7 separate regions of the Mus musculus genome follow, and all the other regions are linked to region 6. A link is a contact called in public HiChIP or PLAC-seq and promoter capture Hi-C data. All regions are on one chromosome and are shown on one strand. Each heading gives the region's core, a stretch centred on a gene start, on an enhancer-like site or on the middle of the called end of the contact. The rest is flanking DNA. Distances are from core to core; before and after follow the strand shown. Region 1 has its middle 54 kb from the start of Gm41042. Region 2 has its middle 28 kb from the start of Gm41040. Region 3 has its middle 20 kb from the start of Gm41046. Region 4 has its middle 34 kb from the start of Gm29927. Region 5 has its middle 54 kb from the start of Gm29870. Region 6 holds the start of Pik3r1 (phosphoinositide-3-kinase regulatory subunit 1). Region 7 has its middle 27 kb from the start of Gm29870.

What was found. Promoter capture Hi-C pulls out the DNA fragments that hold promoters and counts their contacts. HiChIP or PLAC-seq counts read pairs in DNA pulled down with a chosen protein or histone mark.
Region 1: a contact with region 6 is called in an H3K4me3 HiChIP or PLAC-seq map of craniofacial prominence, with 7 times the contacts expected there. The contact joins the enhancer-like site here to the promoter of Pik3r1 in region 6. A contact is called at or near these places in 5 of 39 promoter capture datasets (the 3T3-L1 cell line, embryonic stem cells, hippocampal neurons and 2 more), 9 of 115 datasets of contacts at active chromatin or transcription factors (astrocytes, bone marrow-derived macrophages, craniofacial prominence and 5 more) and 1 of 9 other capture datasets (embryonic stem cells).
Region 2: an H3K4me3 HiChIP or PLAC-seq map of forebrain shows a contact between it and region 6, with 3 times the contacts expected there. The contact joins the enhancer-like site here to the promoter of Pik3r1 in region 6. A contact is called at or near these places in 6 of 39 promoter capture datasets (the 3T3-L1 cell line, hippocampal neurons, liver and 1 more), 9 of 115 datasets of contacts at active chromatin or transcription factors (SST interneurons, acute myeloid leukemia, astrocytes and 4 more) and 1 of 9 other capture datasets (embryonic stem cells).
Region 3: a contact with region 6 is called in a promoter capture Hi-C map of liver, with 20 times the contacts expected there. The contact joins the enhancer-like site here to the promoter of Pik3r1 in region 6. A contact is called at or near these places in 24 of 39 promoter capture datasets (the 3T3-L1 cell line, 3T3-L1-derived adipocytes, the C10 cell line and 14 more), 2 of 15 datasets of contacts at CTCF or cohesin (the NIH/3T3 cell line and pro-B cells), 26 of 484 Hi-C or Micro-C datasets (the C10 cell line, the HL-1 cell line, the Patski cell line and 18 more), 52 of 115 datasets of contacts at active chromatin or transcription factors (DN3 thymocytes, the NIH/3T3 cell line, the SCID.adh cell line and 33 more) and 1 of 9 other capture datasets (pancreatic islet).
Region 4: a contact with region 6 is called in an H3K4me3 HiChIP or PLAC-seq map of forebrain, with 9 times the contacts expected there. The contact joins the enhancer-like site here to the promoter of Pik3r1 in region 6. A contact is called at or near these places in 11 of 39 promoter capture datasets (the 3T3-L1 cell line, 3T3-L1-derived adipocytes, the C10 cell line and 8 more), 1 of 15 datasets of contacts at CTCF or cohesin (the NIH/3T3 cell line), 4 of 484 Hi-C or Micro-C datasets (bone marrow-derived macrophages, cortical glia, liver and 1 more) and 19 of 115 datasets of contacts at active chromatin or transcription factors (the 230-238 cell line, the NIH/3T3 cell line, bone marrow-derived macrophages and 15 more).
Region 5: an H3K4me3 HiChIP or PLAC-seq map of forebrain shows a contact between it and region 6, with 8 times the contacts expected there. The contact joins the enhancer-like site here to the promoter of Pik3r1 in region 6. A contact is called at or near these places in 10 of 39 promoter capture datasets (3T3-L1-derived adipocytes, the C10 cell line, the HPC-7 cell line and 6 more), 1 of 15 datasets of contacts at CTCF or cohesin (large pre-B cells), 2 of 484 Hi-C or Micro-C datasets (nephron progenitors and stem cell-derived neural progenitor cells) and 21 of 115 datasets of contacts at active chromatin or transcription factors (DN3 thymocytes, the NIH/3T3 cell line, VIP interneurons and 16 more).
Region 7: a promoter capture Hi-C map of second pharyngeal arch cranial neural crest shows a contact between it and region 6, with 10 times the contacts expected there. The contact joins the enhancer-like site here to the promoter of Pik3r1 in region 6. A contact is called at or near these places in 16 of 39 promoter capture datasets (the 3T3-L1 cell line, 3T3-L1-derived adipocytes, the C10 cell line and 11 more), 2 of 15 datasets of contacts at CTCF or cohesin (large pre-B cells and pro-B cells), 1 of 484 Hi-C or Micro-C datasets (the AML12 cell line) and 17 of 115 datasets of contacts at active chromatin or transcription factors (acute myeloid leukemia, bone marrow-derived dendritic cells, bone marrow-derived macrophages and 13 more).

The regions. Positions count from the first base shown.
Region 1 is chr13:100,941,464-100,945,092 of GRCm38.p6, forward strand. No RefSeq gene overlaps it. Among named protein-coding and RNA genes, the nearest start is that of Gm41042, 54 kb to the right of the region's middle. Within about 2 kb of position 1,903, at least 14 of the 459 cell types and tissues checked have an H3K27ac peak or open chromatin away from gene starts, as enhancers often do. A contact at or near this core is called in craniofacial prominence, where this site is marked.
Region 2 is chr13:100,889,788-100,893,712 of GRCm38.p6, forward strand. No RefSeq gene overlaps it. Among named protein-coding and RNA genes, the nearest start is that of Gm41040, 28 kb to the left of the region's middle. Within about 2 kb of position 2,579, at least 55 of the 459 cell types and tissues checked have an H3K27ac peak or open chromatin away from gene starts, as enhancers often do. A contact at or near this core is called in SST interneurons, forebrain and hippocampal neurons, where this site is marked.
Region 3 is chr13:102,644,384-102,648,298 of GRCm38.p6, forward strand. No RefSeq gene overlaps it. Among named protein-coding and RNA genes, the nearest start is that of Gm41046, 20 kb to the right of the region's middle. Within about 2 kb of position 2,173, at least 64 of the 459 cell types and tissues checked have an H3K27ac peak or open chromatin away from gene starts, as enhancers often do. A contact at or near this core is called in DN3 thymocytes, the HPC-7 cell line, VIP interneurons and 16 more, where this site is marked.
Region 4 is chr13:102,624,049-102,627,729 of GRCm38.p6, forward strand. No RefSeq gene overlaps it. Among named protein-coding and RNA genes, the nearest start is that of Gm29927, 34 kb to the left of the region's middle. Within about 2 kb of position 1,668, at least 134 of the 459 cell types and tissues checked have an H3K27ac peak or open chromatin away from gene starts, as enhancers often do. A contact at or near this core is called in 3T3-L1-derived adipocytes, the NIH/3T3 cell line, cortical glia and 9 more, where this site is marked.
Region 5 is chr13:102,535,361-102,539,413 of GRCm38.p6, forward strand. No RefSeq gene overlaps it. Among named protein-coding and RNA genes, the nearest start is that of Gm29870, 54 kb to the left of the region's middle. Within about 2 kb of position 2,106, at least 49 of the 459 cell types and tissues checked have an H3K27ac peak or open chromatin away from gene starts, as enhancers often do. A contact at or near this core is called in VIP interneurons, craniofacial prominence, embryonic limb bud and 3 more, where this site is marked.
Region 6 is chr13:101,766,469-101,770,016 of GRCm38.p6, forward strand. It overlaps Pik3r1 (phosphoinositide-3-kinase regulatory subunit 1), which reads right to left and starts at 1,749. Exons shown (of 16, transcript NM_001077495.2): 1 at 1,509-1,749.
Region 7 is chr13:102,508,996-102,512,859 of GRCm38.p6, forward strand. No RefSeq gene overlaps it. Among named protein-coding and RNA genes, the nearest start is that of Gm29870, 27 kb to the left of the region's middle. Within about 2 kb of position 2,061, at least 2 of the 459 cell types and tissues checked have an H3K27ac peak or open chromatin away from gene starts, as enhancers often do. A contact at or near this core is called in embryonic limb bud and second pharyngeal arch cranial neural crest, where this site is marked.

The sequences.
Region 1 (3,629 bases), core at 653-3,152, 820 kb before region 6:
AAGAAGCGGGTTGCAGCAGTGGGGTGGTAGCACACACCTTTAATCCCAGCACTCGGGAGGCAGAGGCAGGCAGATTTCTGAGTTTGAAGCCAGCCTGGTCCACAAAGTGAGTTCCAGGACAGCCAGGGCTATACAGAGAAACCCTGTCTTGAAAGAAACAAAACAAAACAAAACAAAAAACAAAAAACAAACAAACAAACAAAAAGAAGTGGGTTGCAGCTGACCCATCCCCAAACTTTAAGAACCCACACTCATGACTGACTTCAGTGAAGCTTGCCTTTCACCAGGGTGATCTGGAGGGCTTGCTGAGCTCCAGGGCAGAGCCCACCCCAGAGCTCCTTATACTTTACGGTTGGGGTGGGATCCACAGTGTTTAACAAGTTTCCTGGGGCTAATGATGTTTCTGGTATGGGGGACTTTTTAAAAATATAGGTTTGGTTATTGTAAGGTTGAAAAGCCCAAGAAAGCCGAATTATGGATTCTCCTTTCCCAGTTGGCTGGAGAAAGTAGTTATTCTGACAGAGAGAGGCAAGGCTCAGGAGGTGGAGCTCGGCTCCCATTCTTCTAATGCTTCCAACTATGTGATCCTGGCAGAGTAACCTTCTCTTCCCGGCACCTCCATTTTCTTATCTGAAAAACAGGGGTCTTCTAGCTCATAGGTTTGTGAGTGCGTATATATGTAGTATACCACGCTGACACATAGAATATCTATAATGAGCTGCTGGGGATATGGCTTGTTTGCTAGAGTGTTTATCTAACACATGGGAATCCCTGCTTTTGTTTCCACGCACCACATAAACATGGTGTTAGGGTTGCATGCCTATAATCCCAGCTCTCAAGAAGAGGAAGACCAGAAATTCAAGGCCACCCTTAGCAACATATTGATCTGAAGCTAGCCTGGGCTACATGAGACCCTGTCTAAAAATAACCAAGAGCCAAAACAACAACAAAACTGAAAAAACAAAACAACATATCCCCAAATCCCAAAACACAAAAAGCTATTGTAATGAATAGCTATTCTTTAAAACATTTGAAACTGAAGAAGAACGAAGACCAAAGTGTGGGCACTTTGCCCCTTCTTAGAATTGGAAACAATCACCCATGGAAGGAGTTACAGAGACAAAGTTTGGAGCTGAGACAAAAGGATGGACCATCTAGAGACTACCATATCCAGGGATCCATCCCATAATTAACCTCCAAACGATGACACCATTGCATACACTAGCAAGCGTTTGTTGCAAGGACCGTGATATAGCTGTCTCTTGTGAGACTAGGCCGGGGCCTAGCAAACACAGAAGTGGATACTCACAGTCAACTATTGGATGGATCACAGGGCCCCCAATGGAGGAGCTAGAGAAAGTATCCAAGGAGCTAAAGAGATCTGCAACCCTGTAGGTGCAACAACATTATGAACTAACCAGTACCCCAGAGCTCTTGACTCTAGCTGCATATGTATCAAAAGATGGCCTAGTCGGCCATCACTGGAAAGAGAGGCCCATTAAACAGGCAAACTTTATATGCCCCAGTACAGGGGAACGCCAGGGCCAAAAAATGGGAATAGGTGGGTAGGGGAGTGGGGGGGGGGAGGGTGGGGGGAACTTTTGGGATAGCATTGAAAATATAATTGAGGAAAATATGTAATAAAAAAAAACAAAACAAAAAAAACATTTTTATACATCTTTGAAGTAGTTACGTTTACTAAAAATAGACCGAAATAAAAATAATTAAATACAAGGCACAGGTACTTTAAATAAGTGTAAGGTGGTAATACTTTATTAAATTAAAAAATTCCCTGAAATGAAATATAGCATCTCCATGATCAGCCTTTGTTGTTCTGAGGTTAAGAGAAGTTGGCCCCTGTGCACCACACTGCTGAGGAGGAAAAACATCAGAACAAAGATTGCATAGAGGCATGATTAGGTAGCTTTTAAAACCATGAAACTCGAAACTTTCCCAGCTGTGGGAGTAGGCACAGCTGCTCCGAGTTTTAAAATTTGTTCTTGAGCTTTCCACCCCTTGCAAAATTGACTCCCTTCCTGGCGTGCCTTTGGTTAAGACTTTGGGTCTCTAGGATGCAAATTGTATTTTCTAGGAGTAATAGCCCATTAATCCGATAATATGCACTGACTCTTTCAGACTAGATTATGTGAGATTAGCTAGGTGTTACCTCGGAAAATACAGTGCCTTGCCCTGAGGGAATAGGTCACAGCTGCCTCTGAGGAAAGATCTGGGGTGTGGGGCTTTATGGGGACATGGGCTGCCAAGGGTACTGGGCAGGGCAGGGGCAGGGCAGGAGAGAGTGCTGGTGGGGGATTCAGCTGGCTACAGTCTCTGCCTGGAGAGTTCCACTTTCCAGTGCTGATTGCCCTCTTTTTTTTTTTTTTTTCCATTTTTTATTAGGTATTTCGCTCATTTACATTTGCAATGCTATACCAAAAGTCCCCCATAGCCACCCACCCCCTCTCCCCTACCCACCCACTCCCCTTTTATGGCCCTGGCGTTCCCCTGTACTGGGGCATATAAAGTTTGCGTGTCCAATGGGCCTCTCATTCCAGTGATGGCCGACTAGGCCATCTTTTGATGCATATGCAGCTAGAGTCAAGAGCTCCGGGGTACTGGTTAGCCCTCTTGTGCACTGAAATGGAGGTAGATGGCTTTAGCGTTGGAGGTTTGGAAGCCTCATGCATACCAGCTCCTCTCCAGGCCTCTGCCTGCAGTGCGCATGACCACTGGCTGTGAGAAGAAATTAAACTGAGTTCTAGTAGATGGACTCATAGAGTTAAGCCTCGCTTTGGGGCACAAAGGTAGCAATAACCCAGTGAGCTTGTCTCCTTCTCCTTTTCTAATGATGACTAAGTCACCTGAAGCAAACATTACATTAGCCTTATCCTAAAATCATGGGAAACCCCGAGACAACTGAAAGATAAGGCTTACTGGAGAGCAAGCTGCGACTTCATTTCATTTTAATAGTTTGTGCTGACTGGAAATCTTTAAACCAATCCCACTGGATGATTTTAGTGGCATTTTCTTGGCTAACCTATCAGAGAGATTGGTGCATGTGGCTTGCTTTCTACTTTAACAGCAAGGGCACACGAGGTTTGTTTTCCCCATGACACAGCATCATCCCTTCCTTCTCTCTGTTAAGTGGGAGGTCCTAGGTAGGAGTCTGGAACCCTTTTCCAGCCCTTGGGTTTTGCGGCAGGCTCGTTAGAACCTGACAGGGGTTCTTGGCACTTCAGCTAGCTCTTGGCAGCCAAGTGACCTTTCACTTTGAATGTAACTAATGTCCACTTGTAATGTCCAGCTCATGAATATTGCCAGACAGATTGGTTGATGGGACAACGCATAAAGACAACTGGTCAGCTCTGCCCTGTCCTCACTTGGCAACTAGTGGCTGTGGATGAAGGATGGGCAGTCTCTGTGGCCAGGGTCCTCAGCACCCAGCCATGGAGGCTGAGCTGGCACTGTGGCCTGGGGAGGGGCTGCAGTGGGGAGCAGAGAGGGGGGAGGACATGTTGGGATTGTTCTCAAGGCCAAGTGCTACAGTTCTGTGTCTATATGAACACTATATCTATAGGTGGACTTTAAGTATGGACTTTTAGCATCATAATTCTGGATTAGAGGATTAG
Region 2 (3,925 bases), core at 1,329-3,828, 880 kb before region 6:
CCCAATTCTGACTGTCCAGAGCATAGGTGGAACTCTGGTGGGACGTGGGTCTTTCCTCCCACTCTTCCTCCAGGCCCCCTTTTTAGTCCCCACCCCTACACGTCCTGTGATAGTCAACAAGCCAAGGAACACCAGGGGCTTCTGGGAGACAGGGGAGACTAGGAATGGGTGAGGAGGGGCCTGTAGAGGGAGCAGAGATGGATGATTCCCGAATCTCAGCCTTTTTATCTCCAGAGCTATGAACAATAAATCCTGGATAGCTTAAGTCATCAGATGTATCTAAGTTTTGCCATGGCAACCCTAGAAAATTAGTGCAACAAACACATGCAAAACTAAAGGTGGGAAAAAGGATCTACCTGCCTGCCTCTTCCTTCCTTCCTTCCCTCCCTCCCTCCCTCCCTCCCTCCCTCCCTCCCTCCCTCCCTCCCTCCCTCCTTCCTTTCTTCCTTCCTTCCTTCCTCCCTTCCTCCCTCCCTCCCTCCCTCCCTTCCTCACTTCCTCCTTCCCTCCTTTCCTTCCTTCCTGCTTTCCTGCCTTCTTCCTGACTCCCTGCCTCCCTTTCCGGGGAGAATAACAGTTTATCTAGGCAAGGGGGTGGGAGGTGAGCATGGCATAATACAAGGTAGAACTGTCAAAATTTAATATTCATCATCCTATAAACATTGATGGTCCCTCTTAGCAAAATTACAATCCATTGGGAAGACTGTATGTGGCGGGGTTGTGTGTGTGCAGGTGGCTGTGCACGCATGAAGTCATCTTCCATGGTGCAGAATACGTAATGCTGAACCGGAGAACTCCAGGAGTAGTGACATAAACATTTTAGAATTGCAAGGGTAAGGAGGAGATGGGATCGCCAGGGCTGTGTGTGTGGGAACAGGATTGTGGAATGACTTATGTACTGTGTGCATGAATAACTTCCCTGTGATGAAAAGCTGCTTTAAAAAGAATTCTCAGGACTCACTGAGAGATGGCTCAGCAGTTAAGAGTGCATACTGCTCTTGCAGAGGACCAGAGTTAAGTTCCTGAACTTATGTGAGGTAGGTCACAACCTAACACCAGCTCCCGAGGATCTAATGTGTTCTGGCCTCCTCAGGAAACCATGTTTACAAACACCTCCCCCCTTACATATAATTAAGATGCTAAAATAAGGGACTGGAGAGATGATGGCTCAGTCGTTCAGCGCATTGGTTGCTATTCTAGAGGACTCAGGTTTGATTCCCAGCACCCACATAGTGGTTCACAAACATTTACAGTTTCACTTCTAGGAGATACCACACCCTTTTCTGGTCTCTGCTATCACCAGGCACACAAATGGTGCACAGACATTGTCTAGTCAGGGTTCTCTAGAGTCACAGAGCTTATGGAGAGTCTCTATATAGTAAAGGAATTTACTGATGACTTACAGTCTGCAGTCCGATTCCCAACAATGGTTCAGTAGTAGCTGTGAATGGAAGTGCAAGGATCTAGCAGTTACTCAGTCCCACACGACAAGCAGGCGAAAGAATGAGAGTGAGACTCCCTTCTTTCAATGTCCTTATATGGTCTCCAGTAGAAGGTGTAGCTCAGATTAAAGGTGTGTGCCACCACATCTTTAATCCCAGAAGACCTTGAACTCGGAGATCTCCCTGTCTTAATCTTCTGGAATCCATAGCCACTATGCCTCAAGATCTCCATACCAAGATCCAGACCAGAAACTTCTATCTCCCAGCCTTCAGATAAGGGTCACTGGTGAGCCTTCCAATTCTGGATTGTAGTTCATTCCAAATATAGTCAAGTTGACAACCAGGAATAGCCACTACAGACATGCATGCAAGCAAAATATCCATACATATAAAATAAAAAAACATTGTTACACAAAGCTAAAATAAAGAAAAAAAGAAAAGAATTATTGATATATGAAATCATTTATAGGAATAGGAATATGTTGATTTTGGAGACAAAGTTTGAGCTTAGACACATTTTATTTGGGGGGGGGGTGATTGTTAATTTCTCTGTTCCCTAGGCCTGAGGAAGGGTTGAGTACAGTCGGTTCCTACAACTTTCCTATCTCCCCTTATGCCACATTCACATCCTACTCTTATAAAAGGATAAAAGTGTCCATTATTTTGTTTGCACAAACTGGAAAAACAATAAGGTTCATTTTACCAAATTTTTCTTCAAAACTGAAACCTAGAGAGATGAAACTTTGGAAAGATCAATCTTTTAGAAAAACATATTACATCTTATTTATCGATCGTGAGTCTGTAAAGGGCATGCATCACAGCCCAAATGTGGGGGTCAGAGGACAACTTGTAGGAGTTGATTTTCTCCTTTTACTATGTGAGTCCAAGGGATGGAACTCACGTCACTAGCCTTGGTGGCAAGTGTATTTACCCCTTAAGTTACCTCGCTGGCTCAGGTAAGCACCACCTCTTGGGAGTGGGAGTCCCAGGAACCTTCTTATTCCTCGAGGAATTAGTAAATTCACCAGAACTAAGAACTTCCTGCAAATGCCTCTCCAATCCTTAGTTCTCAAGGAGCGAGGGCTCAGCCTGCACTGCCACAATTCGCCATTAGAGGGCAGTGCAGCCGCGAGAGCCGAGGAAGGAGGGGGCGAAGGATGCTTCTTAGCACTTGGAGAGTGGGAGGAAGTGTCTCGCAATGTTTGCACTTGAAGCATCTCAGTAGTTAGATATTTCACTGGCACAAATGGCGTGTCCTCTTCTAAATTTTGTGCGAATATGAAAAGGCAGTAACTTTGATCTTAGTGCATGTTCTATGGCTATCTATTTCGTTTCGAGCCAGGAATTTATTAGGACATCGAAGGGAAAGGCAAGAAGAACTTTAGATGGGCACATCTCTATTTCCCTACTTTTGCGATAGATTTAGTACACGCTCTGAAAGAATACAGTGCCGGCTGAAAAGTGCTCTGTTTCCTCTCTATTATTCTAAAATAGATGTGCTTCTCTCACGCATGGATGGACCATTTACCCCTGATTTGTATCTCGGGGACAAATCTGACTCGTTAGCGCCGTTATTTGTAAACTGCTAACCTGGTTCCCTGCGCTCTTGTAACGCTATCTTGATGGGTTGCTGTGAAAATGTGAAGCTGCCTGTCAGGCAGGAAAAATTATGTAAAAATGATGTGGGTATAGAAAATGGAATCGACAAAATGTAATAAACTCCCCCTGGGCTGGAGAGCCGAGCTGCATATGTAATGAAGTAGTTTAGGATTACGTCACCTTTTATATAACATCTGGCAGTGACTTTTATTTCAGAGCTAATTTGAAGAAGCCGGGAGCTCTTTTTTTTTTTTTTTCCTTCTCCCTCCCAGAGCCTGCCTTTATCTGAAAGAAGTAAAAGGAACAGTTACATTTTGCATGCAAAGGAAGCTGGAGTGGTTAGATTATTTCCTTGGGGTAATGGAGAAAGGGAAAAAGAAATAGAAGAAAGGTCAGGTGAACACAGCAGAGGGGATGGATAGGTTTGTGGGATTCTTAGACACACTGGACCAGTGCAAGCAGCCAGACAGATAACCTGGGTGGCTTGGCTCTCCTCTCCTCTTCCCTCTCCACTGCCCTTGCTTGGTCAGCATATACCTGATCCAAGAATACCATGGCAATAGTTTGTCTGTAAATATTTGATTCGTAGTAACAAGTTATAAAAATGTCTTAGATGATTGCTTAGTCCTTTGGTTTCTTTATCTTTCAAGGAGAAAGCCATCCCTCCAAACAACACCTGCCTTCCCTACAGTGTCCAGAAGCACACATCTGTTACAGTATTCACACAGTCAGCTCGACTCTGTCTTTTTGTCTAGATCAACAGTGATGAAGGTCTACGAATTTCCTCTCGTGGAAGAGAGAGCTCAGGATGGTTGGGACCATCTTTGCATCTCTCCTTTTTTTGCTGCTCCAAGCTTCTCTGCCAAGCTTGTCTTGTCACAGTC
Region 3 (3,915 bases), core at 923-3,422, 880 kb after region 6:
CAAATGGACGCCTTATGCACATACAGAACACTCTGCCACGACTCTAGTCACTGGAAATAACGTGGCACTGACATCAGGGAGTCACATAACAGACGACATGTCTAAAGGACAGAACTATTTTCCACAGAGTATTAATTTACCAACTTCCTACATGACAATTTCCCAAAGCAGCCGAGAACATCTGTGACCCGCAGGCTTCATGTTTCCCTTAATGGGGCACTAATTGTTTTTAAATAAATGTCCCCCACTGTGCAAGCTCTCAACGTAGAATAGAAGTGGGTTGAGGGGTAGAAAGCCTAGCCTATCATTCTGATGTCTAAAATGTCACACTTTCAAAGATGCCAGGGAGATGAAATGCATTTAATAATCAATGTAAAAAATTTAACACATGTTGAAGCTCCTGTTTGAATTATAAAAGTATCAATTATAAAATGTCTACCCTCCCCCGCAAAAATACCAATTTCCACTCCCTATAACATTGCTCCTTAAAATGGTTACAGGCGGGATCCACATGCATACAGCAGACTACACAGGCGTTGCTGGTGCATGCGTTTTGCTGGCTCGCTCTTGACACAGACTATTTTCTGCACGAAAGGCTCTTTCATTGTGTTTTCCTTATTTGTATCTTTTTCGGGGTTTGGAAATGAGGTGTTTTCATAGCGCCACCTTGTGGTCATGAGCCATATGAAATTTATACACCCAGCCTAACCTCAGCTTCCTTTCCCGGACTCGGCTTGTTGGAGATTTTTGTTTCGCCTTTGTTATTGTTTTCTCTTTCCTTCTAGTTAATATTCAAGAGTTGTTCTTTGCCAGTGATGCTACTGAGAATAATGACCCAATTCAAACAAAATAGACCATTAAAAATTTTTATGAAAATGTCCTAATGTAGTACCTGCACACTTAGGGATATGCCCCTCAATCAAGGGACTGCGGAGAGGGGTGTGCTAAAACCCCATGGGCACAGGAGAAATGTTGAGGCGGGCTTTAACTGAGAGCATTCTGGCTAAACTTCCCTTACATCTGCCGTGGTTTTCAGGGCTGGCGCTGGTCTGAAATTCAGAGAGCTCAGCAGGACAGGCAACTGATTCCAAGGCACAACGATGGGAATATTAAAGCCATTGATATTCTCCACACGGCAGCAGGAGCCACAGCCAGGTGCTAAAGGAATTGGTGGTTTATGAAGAAATAATCAAATATTCTTTCCTTCCCTTCTCTTTTTTTTGTTTTGTTTTGTTTTGTTTTTTGTTTTTTTGTTTTTTGTTTTGCTTTTTTTTTCCAGCCTCACACCAGACCCAGCCTTCTTATCTCCAGGGAGAAGAGTGCCACTCTGTAAAAATAATAGAACTCTTCCCCCCATGTCTCCCAAAACCACTTCAATTCTGAAGGCTTCATTACACTCGAAGAAACTCCGGTCCAATGACAGGTGTGGACTGTCAAGCTTTGAGGTAGGTAATCATGGAATAGAGTTTTTAAGATTTAGATAACTAAATCCACTGAAGGCTCCATCCACCTTTGTAAGTCGTTGACTCTCAGAAATTTGAAACAGGCCGGGAGGTAAATTTGCATGGTAGAAACAAAAGAGGAGAGGATACCTGGGGGTGACATTAACAAGAAAGGACCCGGTCCCTGGGCTACTTAAGAGCACCAAGGCTGCTCAAGGACCTTCCCTGAGTGGAGGCCTTGGAAAAGGTGACCTAATTTAAAGGGCGAGCTGAGATTCACACATAACTTTGTGCATGCATGCGTGCACATAAGCTCAAGGATAAACATCCAGCCCCGTTGGCATAGACATCGGGTTTCGCCTCAGCTCCTAGATTTGACCTCTGTGAAAGACAATGGCTTCTGACTTTCTCAAACGTCAACAAGAAATCCGCAAAGAAGGCATAGGGGTCAAGGACTCGAAAGTCGCATTTGTAGACAGTGTCACAACAGTGTCGCCCTGACAGAGCGGCTGAGGATAAAACTCTTATGTGTTTGAACCTGGAGAGGATGAGGTAACTGGATGGGCCACAGGAAGTCCCAAGTGGGCCACGGAAATTGACAAACCCCCATGTGTCATCCCACAAGTGAAGGTTCTGGAAGTTTTCCAAGTCTGCCAGTGATCCCAGCTGACCTTTCTCAGTCTGGCAGACTCGGGGCCAGACTGTGGAGAAAATGACTGAGAAGCAAATTCCTGCTGCTTCCTGGTGAGCCCGCTTCACTTTCCAGTAAGTCCCCAGTGGTATAATTGTTCCTTTATCTGCACAGGAAGAGAATTGTCGATTCCTTCTGGAAACTAGAGAGGGCCTGCCCACTCTCCTGGATGCTGGCTCAGAGTCTGTGCATAGGCAGACCTGGAAGGAAGCCCGGTCCTGCGGGGACCACCATGTCATAGTAGCTCTCAGCATCAGGCTGGATGGGGACTTTAATTCTCTAAGATTCAAAGGCCTCGTTGATGATCACCAAGCAGAACTTGCTGTATGTTACTATGAAACTTGGACCAACAAAGGGTGACCCACTGGCCAAAGCCAGGCCCTCTCCTGTGTTTATGACCGCGTCTTTTCAGAAGCATATCCCCGCTCGTTCACATTAGTCCCCTGTACACCAACTCCCCTCCATGGCAGAGGTGAGGAGCTGCACCAGAGCTCCCATGTCTGCCCAGCCCGGATTGCTCACTGCCTGGGCCTTCACATGAGAAAAGCTCACTGACTCCAGTTCAGCAGAAAGGCCGTTCTGGTAAGGCAGTGTAGTATCTGGAAAGACCCTGAGAAGGGACTCAAAGGCCTGAACTCAGGCTCTGCCTCTATCAGAAACCAGCAGGTGAATGACTGAATACCTTTCCAGGGGCACGGGATGTAAAAAAAAAAAAAAAAAAAAAAAAAAAATGTGATCTCCATCTCCAGTGCCAAACTGGTTACCCAATACTTTTTGTTTCCAAAAGCTTTTTTTCCTATTTGTGACCCAAGGACTATGATATTTGAGGTTATTACATTGGTATTGACACCTTGTAAAAAATAAATAAATATGGGAATACAGAGATAGAGAGTTCCTTGGTTTAAAGCACTATCTGCTCTTTGAGAAAACCCAAGTTTGGTTTCTAGCATCCATCGAAGTAGAGTACCCTACAACCATCTATAACTCCAGCCTCAGGGGGGTCTGACACCCTTGCTGGCCTCCACATGTACATGTGTGTGCAGACACACACACATAGACACATAAATTTAAAAAAAAAAAAACATTTTAAAGAAAGACTAGAAACACTCATTTAGGTCCCCACACAGATGCATCCCAAAGTACTCAGAGCCCACTGATACACCCACACTTCCTGCATTGCCCCTCTACAGAAGAGACATGTGTCTTCTGGGGCCTCACCATCTGTGGAGCAATGATCAAAACATTACTATTCAGTTACTCTCTAAGCACAGCTGTAGAATCACGGAGACGTGTTTTTACAAAACCAAGCAATTGTCTGAGTCTGTCTCCCAACCGAAGAACGGGGAAAGTCTAATTCACAGAACAATTCCTACTTTATAGAGCCTTTATATACAACATGCGGGGTACACTCCTGTTTACTTGTTTTTCATGCCATCTTTATTTAGTGTGTACTTTATAAGACTTGCAAATAGTTTCCAAACATCTCCGAATTTAAGAGGAAAAATGCAACTGAGTGAAGCTGATTTAAATTAGCTTAGTCTGGGTTCTTCCCAGAAGCAGAGCCCAGATGAGAGAAGATGCCTTATTTTTGGAATTGATTTGAGGAAACAAGTAGAGAAACAGACAAATTAAAATAGGGCCAATCATAGGGTCTTCAACTAGGTTGGTTACTGGATATGGACAACCAAGGATCCTTCCTCCTGGGCTACTGTGAGCTTCTTTGTGGAATGGCTTCTGGTATACCTTCCTGAAGGATGTAGGTCAGACATAATGATACACTTA
Region 4 (3,681 bases), core at 418-2,917, 860 kb after region 6:
CTTCCTTCTACATCTTTGGAGGACGTAGCCTCTTCTGTTCTCTAGAAAATCGCTGCCATGGTGGTAGAACTGCCATGGAGCCTTGAGTTAGCTCTCTGGGAAGACGTTGGGGAAGAAGGAAACTCCAAACCTAACTTCAGCCCATCACCTTGCTATTCCAAAGCTTTAAAGATAAAACTGGTGTTGTTTTTTGCTTTTTGGCTTTGTTTGTAGTTTGTTTGTTTGTTTTAAATAATAGGTCTATGAATTAATACTCTGGGGAACAAAGTGCCCAGGACTACTTAGGCAGAGAATAATTGTTACCTATTTAAAGTGCCCCACAGATCCAGAGGGCAAAACAAAAAGTGATCTTTCAGGCCACATTGTCCCTGTCATTGGGCTAATGCCATGTTTAAGACAGCTGGCTTTATAAACTCAGATAGGCCTCTCTGGCTGAGATCTAGTCCCACATAGGTGGAACGGTCTCCCTTAGACCTATTTCCTTCTCAAACTGTAAGCCTGAAGGCCCATTTGCTCTCTGTCCCTTTTCACATGTTACCAGCCTTTCTTCTCCTAGGGTTTATGCCCCGCCCCCAATGTAGGAGGACAGTTTAGGGTCTGTAATGATCAAAGGCAAAGTTAAGGTTGAGCATCTATTTTTTTAGCCATCAGATGACTCCCTAGGGAGAGTGAAGGCCCCAGGAAACATCTGCTGTTTCACAGAAAGGATGCCTGGCTCTTTCCTCACTCCTTGGAATTCTGAAAAGGTCTTCATCTGATCTCTCAGTTCAGTGGCTACCATGCCATGAGGGGTGTGTTTGGTAGGGGGTGAGGGTGGGGAACACTCATTCTGCACACAAGGACTTTCAGTTTTCTAGAAGCCAAACTTGTTTGCCTTTGAAGAAGGGATGTCTCTCCCATCTTTCTACCGAAGACTTGGGAGTTTATTTATTTATTTATTTATTTATTTATAGGGCTCTGTGTTAGCCTCTTCATGGGTAACCCTCCCTTCACAGTTTGAGGACTGTCACCAGCCCAGGAGAGGAAGATCAGCTCTTCCTCCCCTGGGGAGTTCAAACTTTTCCTTGATGTTTCTGGTGATATATCAGTCAATTGTCCCAAGAGCCAACCAAAGACGGGCTAGGGGAGAGACCGACACACCAGCCTCTGTGAACAGAGAAGATCTGGAGGGTCATTCTTGAATGGGTTGCTGTAAGGGAGGAGATGAAATATGGGGCAATGTCTCAGAAGGCCAAGAGGCAGAGCTAGGGAAAGGCGGCAGATGTTGTCGAGGCTCCTCTTTCAAGTTCCTGTGCACTCGGAATCTGCAGATGTATGTTGGCAGGGCTACAGTCAGAGTGAATTGGGAGGCAGGGGTTCACACATCTGGAAAGCATTTGCAGAGGGCAGAGTTCAGAAGTGCTCTGCCTCTGCTGCCTGCAGAGCAGCCTGTCCAAGCAGACTGACTCGGAGTGGAGGACTGGCTGGAGACACTGGGGTCTCGGTCTAAGTGGAAGATCTACCTAAGCCAGTAGGTTCTCCTCACTATCATATCAACCCCATAGGAAAGCTGAAATGATCATAAGATGAGAGTGAGTCTGGGGAAAGACTGGAGTAGAGAAGAGAATGCTCCCTAACTGTGAGAAGTCTGGCTTCCAGTCAAGAAACAAAATGTACTTGGACTGAATCCAGTGCATGAGTTAACTTGAGAGCAAAGAACACCATTCAGGGGAGGGGAAGAAAGGCCACTCCACTGCATAGGAACACCCAGCGGTTGTGCTCACGCCACACTGGCTTTTCCCAGAAGTCTCTGTACATTTCGCCTTCATTTGTTTCAAGAATGCAAAAGACACTCTTTAGCTGGGGAAAATTAATTACTCTCTTTGAAGGATTTATGGGGTTCTGCGGAGCAGAAAGAGAGAGAGAAAGACCCCCAAAGCCTGGGTTATCACCCCATTGCCCCTCAGCCTCTTGCTGTCCAACATGAGATGTGGGTCTGCTTCCCAGAAAGGCCACCTCGGCCTGGGGGCTTAGCTCCCCTCAGGGGAAAAGTTTCAGGGTGAAGTCATGTCCCAGTGCAAAGGTCCTGCCATCCCCATCAGTACAAATGATCCAGTGCACAGCTGTTCATGGTGCTTAGCTGGGGGCCTCGTGTCCCTGTGTTTAGTGATGTGACCCCCTCAAGGTGTGATAATGACTTAAAGATGCTGGGGCTTAAGCACATTGGTCGCTGTGATCCTGATCCTTGGAAGAATCAGAATCCATCTGGAGAGAGAGCATGGCAAATATAAAGAGAATGAGTTATAAAACACAGCACAAAACACGATGTATACCATGTCAGGAAATAAAACAAGTCTAGGCAAATGTCCTCAGACTCCCCCAAGCCTGCTGACCTTCTAGATTGATGAGTGTCTCACATCCCATAGTTGCCCAAACCAGTAACCTATGGCGTATCTCCCCCTTCACCACCAGCTCATCCTCTATGGCCACTGGATACTACTGTTACGATATCCTTAGCATCTCTTCATGGGGCTGTCCTCACTTCAACCCATTACCCTCAGTGTGCCTACCTAGAATCAATGCAGCTGAGAACCCAATTCCCAGTTGGCCACTCTGCTCTCAACCTTATCCCACTAAATTGGTTTTCTGGTGTGTCTTTCTGAATTTAAATATGAACATGTCACACTATTCTAAAAAAAAACACACCACACGATCCTCTGACTTTGAGGACAAACATCAGCTCCTTGGTATGACAGACAAAATCCTTGTGATCTGGTTCTTATCACTTTCCTCACTTTGACTTGGGCTGCTCTGGTAAGTGTTCAAAAACAAGATGCTCAGGCAGACCACCACTGTGTCCTGGAAAACCTGGCCAGCCCTCCCACCTCCCAGCAAGAGTTAACTTTACATTTCCTGATTATTCCACATTCCTTGTTCATCTGGTCCTTTGCACATCTTTATCTCTCTAACACAAATGACCCTGTTCCTATTTCCTCCAAACCTAGACATCCTTCAAGCCCAAGCTGGTCCAGAGACAACTGGGAGAAATGCCCGGTGTTTCAAGGGGATTAAGGTTCAAGAGAAGAAGCAATCAAAAAAAGGTGTGTCTTCCATTGCAAACACTAGCAAGCGTTTGCTGAAAGGACCCTGATATAGACGTCTCTTGTGAGACTAGGCCAGGGCCTAGCAAACACATAAGTGGATGCTCACAGTCAGCTATTGGATGGAGCACAGGGCCCCCAATGGAGGAGCTAGAGAAAGTATACAAGGAGCTAAAGAGATCTGCAACCCTGTAGGTGCAACAACATTATGAACTAACCAGTACCCTGGAGCTCTTGACTCTAGCTGCATATGTATCAAAAGATGGCCTAGTCGGCCATCACTGGAAAGAGAGGCCCATTGGACACGCAAACTTTATATGCCCCAGTACAGGGGAACACCAGGGCCAAAAAGTGGGAATGGGTGGGTAGGGGAGTGGGGGGGGGAGGGTATGGGTGACTTTTGGGATAGCATTGGAAATGTAATTGAGGAAAATACGTAATAAAAAATATTTTTAAAAATAAATAAATAAATAAATAGGTGTGTCTTATTTAGACAAGCTGAATTCTATATGAATGTGTGGTCACCAAAGAGAGAGAGAGAGAGATGTCTAAACAGGAGATGGGGTGCCAGAGTCTGGACCGGACTGAATTCACCTATGAA
Region 5 (4,053 bases), core at 856-3,355, 770 kb after region 6:
TAGTGCCTCATTGCCCTAGAGCTGATTCGGCTTTATCTTGTGCACAATAATATATGGAATTAGAAATCAAAACCAGAGCTAAACAGAAACTGAAGACAGCTTAGGAAGAGAAACTATCTCCCTCCATCCGTTTTCCCTTTATTCTGAGGCGTCAGAAATATTGGGAAGAAGTAAAAGCTTGGAAAAAGAAAATCCACTAGAGATCCCGGAGGATCTAACAGTGCCCTCACCTCACATCCAATTCAAAGTTAAAACAATCTCAACCTGTAGTGTAAGTCCAACCTGAAGGATTTCAACTTGAAGAGGATTTGGGTTCTTTTTCTTAACAAATTTTCTCTTTTTTTTTCTTTTATTGGATATTTTCTTTATTTATACTTCAAATGTTATCCCCTTTCCAGGTCTCCCCTCTGGAAACCCCCATCCCCTCGCCCTCCCATCCCCACTCCCACCCCCACCTCTATGAGGGTGCTCCCCTACCCACCCACCCACCCACTCCCACCTTCCTGCCCTGGAATTCCCCTATACTGGGGCATCGAACCCCCACAGGACTAAGGGCAGCTCCTCTCACTGATGTCCAACAAGGCCATCCTCTGCCACGTATGTGGCTAGAGCCATGGGTCTCTCCATGTGTACTCTTTAGTTAGTGGTCCAGTCTCTGGGAGCTCCGAGGGTGGGGAGAAGAGTGGGTCTAGACGGTTGACACTGTTGCTCCCCCCAGAGGGCTGCAATCCCCCTCAATTCAACTTCTTTCATAAAACGCTTACATTTTCAGGCTATCCTGTGTGTTTCCATGTGCAGTCAGATTACAGAGAAGCCCCATATTGGGTCTAGTGTCAGAACCCTCAGTGCCTCATGGGTGGCTATGTCCAAGAGCCTTGCAAACATTCGCCTCTGCTTAGAGATCAACCAAAGTTTCCACATTCCACAGACATTGTCTATACCCTAAGATAATCCTACTGGAATATTACTGAGGGTAATAAAATCTTTTCTGGTTTTGGGTTTGGTTTTGTTTTTTTTTTTTTTTTTTTTTGCTCAACAAACAAGATTTTGCTCCACCTGGATTACTTTAGAACAAATCCCAGCTCCTTCATTCTGCGGGTCGCGGGTCGTCTTTATTTTCTACAGTCTTTAAACCTGGAGGCAAGCCAGGTATGGTAGTGCATACCTTTAATCCCAGCACTTGGGAGGCAGAGGCAGAGGCAGGCGGATTTCTGAGTTCCAGGCCAGCCTGGTCTACAAAGTGAGTTCCAGGACAGCCAGGGCTATGCAGAGAAACCCTGTCTCAAAAACAAAAACAAACAAACAAAACAAAACAAAAACCTGGAGGCAAAAAGGAAGTCTCACGCAACACACTTATCCAACAGTACTGAACATCTATAGTGGGTTCAACAGTGTACCCCTAAAATTCAAGCCCCGCCCCAGGACCTCAAAATGTGTCTTTATTTAGAACTACGATCTCTGCAGATGTGATTAGTTAAAATGATACCATATTTAAGTTGGCTGGTTCCAATAACTGATTATTATATAAGGGAAAGTCAGACGAAGGGGTCTCTAGTGGATACAATTTTTGGAGTGACACAGCCATAAGCTAAGGAATTGAAGCTCTTATTCTCAGGAATGGCCAATGCATAGAGAAAAAAATCGGGTAGACTGGGCCCATGTCTACCGAAGGAAGCCAGCCTTGCTGAGAGCCTCGTAGCTGTGCTCTGATCATCCGAACAGTAACAGGGAAATCTCTGCTAATTGAAGCCACACAGTTTATGCTGATTTGTTTGGGTGGCCACAAGAAGCTAACACGTTCTTCAGTCAGGGCTTCAGATGTAACAGCACAAATGACCAAGAGCTCTCCTAGCTTGCTGTTTTCATGGAGAAGACAGAGCCATAACAAAATAAATGAACGTCTTCTTCAGAATTCGATCAATTCAATGAGCATGAGTGAAAAGCCAGAAACCTGTGAAAGTGTCCATTGTAGGTATCACCTCACATGGGTAGCCGTCAATCTGCCCCTAACTCTCCCTTCTACCGGGCCCCTAACACTGCGAGACCCTGTTGATTCTCAGACCAGCTTTTGTCTCTGCTTCCTCCTTCCATACGGTGGTCCCTTGAAGTTTGCCTTCCCCTGCTCTAATCCACAAAAGTATCTTTTCCTTCACATGTTTCCCAGCTTGAGAGTGCACAAGCTGAAGAATGCTTTTATCCCACCCCCACCCAGTTTGGACATGATGGATGGCGGTGTATTTCCTCACCGTACTAAAGAGCAGATCCGATCTGACTTAATTACAGCTGGAGCTCTGTAAACAGCCGCTCGTTACTGCCGAGCCCTGCGGTTTTCCAAGAGAACACCACAAATGACAGGAAGCTGCGAGGGGAAAACAGTCCCGGCTGCCTGTGGCATGTTCCTTGTGAATACAGATACTTCCATTCATCAATGAGGACCTTCTTAAAATCTGGGCCGCCAGCAGGAGAATGGTCTAGAAAAGCGCAGCAGAGGTCTGCGGCTTCCGTGTTGTAATGCGGAGGTGGTCTCTGGGGATGAATCTGAGATTCTCTGAGGAACAGCCAGGCACTGAGAAGATTTAGGGGCCGCCCCTGCCTCCACCACCCATCATGACATGCAGGTGTCAGTGATTTCACCTCAAGGGCTGGCCTCCAAAGGGAGGGGGAAAAATTCCACCCAACAGTGCATGCTTTCACGAGATGAAGGATGCTACCCCACCATCTGACAGACCAAAAGCTGTGGGAGAATGCAGAGTGCATAGAGGACTCCTCCTTCTCCTCAGTGGACATGTGTGCACCAAGAGCTGGGGGAGGCAGAAGGAGTGGAACTCAGACAAGAGCCCGGGATATCTCCAATACTCTGCATGGAAGTAGGTCCGTTGGTAAAATGCAGATCCTGGGTCACTAGACCTGGACAGGAGCTAGAATAACACACTCCGAAGGAGCTCACAGTGAGACCAGTATCACAGGCTCTAGAAGCCAGGAAGGAAGAGGATCAGTGATGGAGTATGGGGGAGAGTCCTGCCCAGGACACTCAATGTTCAGGAGCCTGTGTAACATACAATGCTGCATTATGAGACCTCTGCTTCCATGAAATCTTCGAACACAACCAGAGATAAACTACATTATGCATTAGCTGCAGTTTATCATCCAAAAGTGCAAAAATATTCCTACCTAATAGAAACCCAGTCAAAGTCCCATACCCCACTGCCTTTGTTTGGTACCTGAGATCACTGAACAAAATTCATTTCGCCTGCCTTCTACTCTGAATCCTCTGGTATATAAATCTTCATAACTTCTACCCCATTCAGCAAAGCCAGTTCCGTTCCTTATGTCTGTTATGTTTTACATTTTATTTCCTGATTCTATGAATTAGTAAAAGCTTATATCCTCTCTCAGTGTCTGGCTGGCAGTGGAACCTCAGGGCACCTAGGACTCATTCATTCAGGTTAATTATATTGTAATTAAATGGAAGGATCCTTTGCTTTTTAATGATGAATAATATATATAATATATGTGGATAATAGTATATACATAAATTATATATAATATATACAAATAACATTATGAATAATCTATATGAATGTATACTTACACATATACCATCATTTCTTTTTCATCAAAATATTTTATTTTTAAATTCTTTTCATTGTTGAGAATTCCATAGTGCGTGTGTGTTTTGATCACATACTCCAATCCATTCCTCTCCAATTCCTCCCCTAACCTTCCTGTTACTTTTCCCTCCCAACTTAGCCACTGAACCCACTTAGTGCTACCTGTATGTCCATGGATTTAGGAACATATCCTGAAGCATGAGTGGCCTCCTTAGGAAAACATCCCTGAATAAACAGATTCTTGATTCCCCATCAGGCATCAGTTGCCGCCAATAGTCCCTCAGCCAGGGGTGGGGATTTATGAGCCCTTCTTCCATGCAGGGATTTAAGATCTCACACTGGTCCTGAGCAGGACTCACAGCCACTGTGACCTCATCTATGCATCACTGCTGTCTTGTCTGGGGATGCTGTCTCTACTAAATCTCCATTTTTATAATTTCTT
Region 6 (3,548 bases), core at 499-2,998:
TCAAAAAAAAAATGAAAAAAAAGGGGGGGGCTCTTGGGGTGCTGGTTCCCTGCTCAGTGACAAACGATGCATGGGCGGCTCACCTGTGCAGAAGGCCCTGAAGTCCTAATGATATCTACTTTAGCAATCAATCTGCTCTGAGGCAGAAATAAACCCATCTGCCTACTACAAGCTTTCTTAGCTCATAATTTACTATCTTTCAAATGCCCAACATGGAACACAAGCTAATGAAATATTAAGAGAGGCTTGCACAAGGAGCCTAGGTCAACCAGCTTTGTGAGTAACCCTACCACCTAAAACTTGAAACTCGATCTCACTGAAATGACAATCTCATGCTACACTTAAAACCCGGAACTGCTTCATCCTTTCCTATTTCACACTGTCTGACAAAGAGGAAAAAGACAGGAAAAGAAAAGGGGGAAAATTAAGTCCTAAAATCATGAAACCCCTAAATAAAGCATAAATTCACACCAGTACAGCAATAGAGCCTGCAGCTTCTTCAAGAATTAACGGTGGAAGTGAGACCTTTCCGGTATTACTAGCGCCAGGAGCAGAATTCCCCTGAATACAGTGCCGGCACACAGCATTCAACATGTCACAGCCACTCCGCTCACACCCTTGCGTTATTGTGCGCGAAAGCTGGTTACTAAAATGCATTTCTGTACATGCGTGCCTGGTCAGAGCGTTTCTATTCTCTTTGTCTCGTGATCTGCCGGGCAGTTTCTGCCTTTGGGAAGGAAGTAGCTTGCAGACAATTCCCCCAGATATTTTAGCTCTGGCTTGCACGCGGGCCGGTTCTCCCTGGCCGGCAGCTTAGTGCTGGGCAGGTCCTTCCAGGGTCGCCCCGCGTTAGGAAAAGCTGGATTTCCGGGCGGTGCCAGGATCCCACTCATTATGCCTCCAGCAACCTGCCCAAGCCCGGCGGGCGCCAGACGCCGAGCTAGAGCCCCAGCCACCGACCGCCCCGAGGAGCACTTCCCCCACCCCGGAAGAGGAGGGAGGCAAACTTCGGAGGGCGGGGGCTGGGGGCGAGCTCCGGGGACCACCATGGCCCAGCCTGGCCGGAGACCCCGGCTGGGGCTCCGGGCCTGGAGGGTACGCCGCGCTAACGCAAAGGCAGCGATCCAGGCACTCTCCTCGCGCGCTCCCGGCTTCGGAAAGCTGCAGGGCGATCGGGGACCCTCGGAAGCGTGAGGTGACGGAGGAGGAGGGGAGCCGGTGACCGCTGGCAACTCCAGGACCGAACGCTCCGGGTAACGAGCACAGCCCGCCCGGGGTGGCACGAAGGAAATGAGAGCAGGAGGTGGCTGCGACCAAGCAAGCTGGTCACTGGCCGGAGAAGGCTTCCAAGTGGCCGAGAGATGCTGGCGACTGGGAGCTGGCAGCCTGCTCGCTTCCCCTTGAGTGGCTCGGCAGCAGAAGTGGCTGCCGGTGACAGGAAGAGCAGCGGCCGTGCGCGTTCGCACCGCTTCCCCCTCCCGGGCACACCGGGACCCGCCGCCGCCTACCTCCGGGTCGGCTCGCTTCCTTCCTCTGCCCAGCCTGGGCTTCAGCGGCCTCTGAAGCTCCCAGCTCCCAGGCTCCTGCGATCCAGCTGCGACCTGCCGTCGCTTCGCTGTCCCGGTTCCTTGGCTGCACAGCCGTCCTCACCGCTACCGCTGCCGCTGCCGCTGCCGCTGCTTCCTCCAACTCGGCTCCAGCTGCTAGCTACTCCTCTCCCTGAGCGGCGCAGCTCCAGCGCCAGGCGCCAGCCCCACCCCGGGCCCGCCCCTGCGCCCCGCCCCCAGATACACACCAATCAACGCCCGAGACCCCGCCCCCCAGCGCCCGAGCCGCGCCCTCCGCCTCTGCCAGTCTCCGGGAGGGCTACCAAGGTCTAGGAGCTACGCTCTGTGCTGCCGACCCTACCCCGCACCCCTCGCTGCCCTCGCCCCCGCCCCCGGCTCGGGGATGCCCCGGGCGACTGGACGGCGCGCGCCCTCCGCTACGGAGCGCTCTAACTCTGCGTGCTTGGGGCTGGCTCGCCTGCGGGGCGTCGCCCAGGCCCGAAGCAGGGAGTTCAAATGGGGATGGGGGTGGGGGGTGGGAAATAAGTTCAGGCCTCTCTGGAGCCCAGCCGGCTGCCTGCGAGACCCTGCCTCTTTCGAATCCACTAGAGCTTCAGGACAGTGGCTGGGTTCAGGAAGATGCAGATGCGAGGGCTCGCCAAAGCGGGGAGGCCCTGTAATTCCTGGCCTTGCCTGCCCAGCTTCCCTAGTGGTCAGAAAAACCGCGCCACCCGGCGTGGCACTCCCGGGGTGAAGGAGGGGTGAAAGGGTGAGCTGGAGCAACGAGTGCCCGCCGCCTGCAAAAGCCTGGCACGGCTGCCTCCAGGAACCAAGGCGGGATCTAGAGGAAAAGGAGTGTTCTGTGAGGAGGGCGCATACCGGGTGATCTCTGGCAGTCCTTGCAAGGCAGAGCCTATGTAGGTCATTCAGCCAGTCCACCGCCTTCTAACGCTTCTGATAGGCTGGAGAAACTCAAATGAAGTCTATGGTTTGTTAGATGTAAAAATGTAGATCCTTGGAGTAGAAACCACTATGGAAGCTGCTCAAGAAAAAAGTGATAATGGCTCAGCCTTCCCAGATAAGAAAGGATGATAGCCCCGTGTTTTGTCTTCATAAAAACGTTCAAGAACTCATGGACTTTTTAAATTTTGCTCCCAAAATATGTCTTATTTTGTAGTTCAGGAACCTGTAGCCACCCACCCTTCTTGCCCTAAAGATCCCTTTTGCAGCTATTCTGGCAACAAAATGCTTTTTCTTAACCAAGAACTTAGTCTGTTGTCAAATTCTAAATTTGGTAGTGTATTACTGTGAGTTTTGGAAGCAGAGGGAAAAAATGAAATTCACAGTTTATGTTAAACAAATGCAGTCACGTTTAAAGGTGACGCCCATTCTAAAAGAAGAGATCTCAGTACACAATTCAGGTACTAATGTTTCTGGTACTCTTGGTATCTAATAAAGACAAAAGCAGGCTGCTACCCACATCACATTTAAGAATTTGCCTACCCATTGGACACGCAAACTTTATATGCCCCAGTACAGGGGAACGCCAGGGCCAAAAAGGGGGAGTGGGTGGGTAGGGGAGTGGGGGTGGGTGGCTACGGGGGACTTTTGGTATAGCATTGGAAATGTAAATGAGCTAAATACCTAATAAAAAAATGGAAAAGAAAAGAAAAAAAAAGAATTTGCCTACACAGAAGATGGCCTAGTTGGCCATCACTGGGAAGAGAGGCCCTTTGGTATTGCAAACTTTATATGCCCCAGTACAGGGGAATGCCAGGGCCAAGAAGCAGAGTGGGTGGGTAGGGGAGCAGGGCGGGGGGAGGATATAGGGAACTTTCAGGATAGCATTTGAAATTTATATAAAGAAAATATCTAATAAAAAATAAAATAAAGAATTTGCCTACCATTCAGGATGTGGTGACAAGTCTGTAATCCCAGCACTTTGAAGCTGAAGCCATAGTCTCGAGTTCAAACCAGCCTAGTCTTTATAGAATCTCTCTG
Region 7 (3,864 bases), core at 811-3,310, 740 kb after region 6:
GGAAGGGAAGTAGGAGGGGGAGGAAGAAGAGGGGAGAAGGAAGGAGGAGGAGGAGGAGGAGGAGGAGGAGGAGGAGGAGGAGGAGGAGGAGGAGGAGGAGGAGGAGGAGAAACAAAACAACAGTATATTATTGCATTGTTGCAGGCAATAGTTTGAGATTCTTTATGATAGTATTGACAGTAATGCCAGTTTGTCTAATTTGTTACCCAGACAGATGATACAATATGCTCACATCTATGTGACAATGAACAAACAAATTCGCTAGTTAAAACTTCAAGAGAGAACCATGAGACCCATTTGCACAAGTTGAGTGGACAAAGGAACTGGCCAGAGACACTGATGGCTTCCCATCTCTCTCTTGGAGGTTCTTTAAGGTAGGTAGTGTAGACGTGTAGACTCAGAAGTTGAGCAAACCTTAGTTCTAAATTGCAGCTTTGGTTTCTGCCACATCTGTGGCCTTGTGCAATTGCTTAAGTTCTCTAAGCTTTAGTTCTCTAGTTTCAAAACCTGTAATGAGAAACATTCCTCATAGAGTTATTAGTGAAACAAATGATGCAGTTCTGAAAAAAAAAAATCCCAATCCCCAACAAAATCATCTTCCTTTTCAGCAGCCTTCCTTTATCCCTAGGGAAAATGCTCTAAGATGTTCTGAGGCTCCTTGACTCTCCACAGAATACCAATGTCATACATATTCTCCTTCTAACTTTCCATAAAAAAAAATCTAAGTTACACATTCAGCATAGTAAGAGAGTAATGGTAATGACAAAGCAGAAAAATCATAATAATATATGATACAAACATTAAAAGCATAAGAAGTTTTTACATCTGCAATTTTTCACATGATATCTTTACAGCATGATTGACTGCCAGGTACTGAGACCACCAAATATAAAATTGTGGATAAGGAGCCAACTGTTGGCTGTGCACAGCTGGTAAGCTTACACATCTCCAAGGGACAGGTCAGGGAACAGGCTCCAAGCAGGCATGCAGATGGGCAGCCATTGGAAAAGACTCTAAACTCCTCATTTATATTTGATTGAGGGCAGCAAATGCTTTCTGGAAAGGGAAGAGTGGTAAATACTTTAGAGCTTTGACAGCCACATGGATCCACTCCTGCTTATTCTCTATTATTATAAACCTTTAGTAATTTAAAAGTTATTCCTGGCTTTTGGGCCCTTCAACAAACAAGGGACCAGCTGATTTGGGCAGTAAGCCATATCATGCCAACATCTGCATTCACCATTTCTGCTGACATATTGTTTGCTTTCTGTATTCACCCTGTCTGGTGGCCACACAAGATCCAAGGAGCCTTCAAGCTTTATAACTAGATTTTGCTTGTCTTTGTTGTGTGTTCAGTTTGGTTTTATCAAGTAACTTCAGGATCCTTGGATTCTCTCTCTCATTTTTTTTCATAGTCAATTCTTTTCCCAACAGTTTTCAAAATAAACCTAGAAGTCATGCGTCTATAAATTAGCAGATCTTGCTAAAATAGTGGAAGAGGTTTATTATGTTTTTGTGAGAAATATCAGTGTAATCAATTTAACTGAAAAAAAATGTCTTGTGCAGCTTTAATAGCTAAGGATTTTTCATGGCATACTTATTTCCTAAATTTTCTGTATAGAAAGGAAACGGGCTCTCTGTGCTTCTTAAAGGGGAACTTTATTTCTTGTCATCACCTTGCACATAACCAGCAAGTCTCTGAAAAATTCATCAATGTACCAGAGAAGGAAAAAAAAATGAAAGTAAAGAATTGAGTTTTTCTGTCAACATTCACTTATCTGTCCATCAAGGCTTCATGAACTTTTTTAGGGGTTAAAGAACATTTTCTATGTCAATTCTGAAAAAAAGCAAACAGGAAATCAATACCATGCTCATAAACACAGGGTGGGCCTGGGTAGACATAAGTCATTCTTTATATGTGATTGGCCTCAATCTATTGTGTGTATTGCTGTTCATATATCCTGAAGTTATAGGAAATGTGGGTTTTCAGTAAGCCAGATGTTGATACGACCTTCCTCATAATTGATTCCATGTGCTAATTGCTTTTGCAAACCTACTCATTTCTCTTACCAGGTGGGTCAAAATCTCTTTAGTATAATGGTGATGAAAACATAGCCCATATGTTGTACATTACACACTTGGCAACCACACAATGGAGGCAGGGTTCTCTCTCACCTCTTCTCCCCCACCTTCCTGTAGGGAAGGAAGAGTTGGCTGCAGTCAGCAGTTGGATACTTCAGTGCCTCATCAACTCTCATGGATTCATTCCTAAACTAGGTCCTGGGCACTGTTGTTCTACATCCCACACAACTACCTGTTTCTTCTTTGGGGGCTTCACTGCCATTCTCATTTGAATATTTATACATTCTTATCATTTTCCCACCATTTTCTTTTAAATAATAAAACATACCTTAGTCAATTTCTGTAATATACCGTTTGAATCTGTCACATAATCCCAACCAGTAACAGTAATTGCAGCCCCTTTTTTAAAAGAAATGTATAACCCTTCTATGTCCCATGTGTGGATGGAAATACCTAAAACTTTCTCTTTTAGATTTATTTATTTTAGGTATGTGAATATATTGTCACTCTTTTCAGACAGACCAGAAGAGGGCATCAGATCTCATTACAGATGGTTTTTGAGCCACCATGTGGTTGCTTGGAATCGAACTGATGACCTCTGGAAGAGCAGTCAGTGCTCTTAACTACTGAGCCATCTCTCCAGGCCCAGACAGAAATATCTAAATCATATAGAATTTATTGTCTAAATGTCTATTATCCCCCCTGTTGGATTATCTCTCACCTACTATTTTGGTCTTAATTACAATGGTATCTTGCCCATAATTTCACTGTCCATACAAAATCAGAAAAACATACCAAAAGGGATAATATTGATTATCAACTTGTCAGGATCCAGAATCATCTATGAATCCAGCCTCTGAGCATCTCTGTGAGGTTATGTGGAAAGACACACCATAACTATAGATGGTGCATTCTGTAGGTTGGCGTCCTGGACCAAATAGAAAGGAGAATGGGAGCTAAGTATGATAGTTCATTGCTTTCTCTTTTCTGACTGCAGACACAACTACAACATGACCAGCCACTTCAAGATCTTGACACCATTACATCTCTGACACAAAGGACAATACCCTTGAGTTGCTTCTTTAAATTGCTTTTCTCAGGTACTTTGTCACAGCAACAAGACAAGTACCATGGAAACTAGAAGTTCTCAATTTTTATGACCACCAAACCTAGAAAATGATGTGTGTGTGTGTGTGTGTGTGTGTGTGTGTGTGTGTGTGTGTGTGTGTGATGTAGGATCACCAAACCAGAGATTTGGGTATCTGAAGTGGATTTAGGAAATAAAAGGTTTTAGCAAGCCTTCCAGTTGATTTAGATGTAGTCCATCCTTTGGACAAGTACAGAGTCCTGTGGGTGGAGACTCCTTGGGAAACACTCTGGAAATCATAGAGAAAGGCAAGCTGCATTTTGTTCCTGCTACAAGAGAGGAGCAACCCAGTAACCATCAAGTTGCAAAATGGTAAGTCTCATAGGTTATTGTATTTGTCAGAATTCTCCAGAGAAACTAAATCAATTAGATGATTGTAAAGACTTAAAACAAAGTCTAAGAGTGTAAGTATACCGGCAGACTGGAGACTTAAATACTCTGAAAAGAGGCACAGTTGAGTACATTCTGCATTCTGCTGTGGATCCAGGCAGAGCCGATGCAACAAATGAAGTAGGAAGACCATCTGCTAGACAATCCACAGTTGATCAGGGAGGGGCAAGCACCCTTTTATCACTTAAGCTTTCATTATACTGGAAGATATCCACTCACATTATAGGAAGTTCTGCTTTACTCAG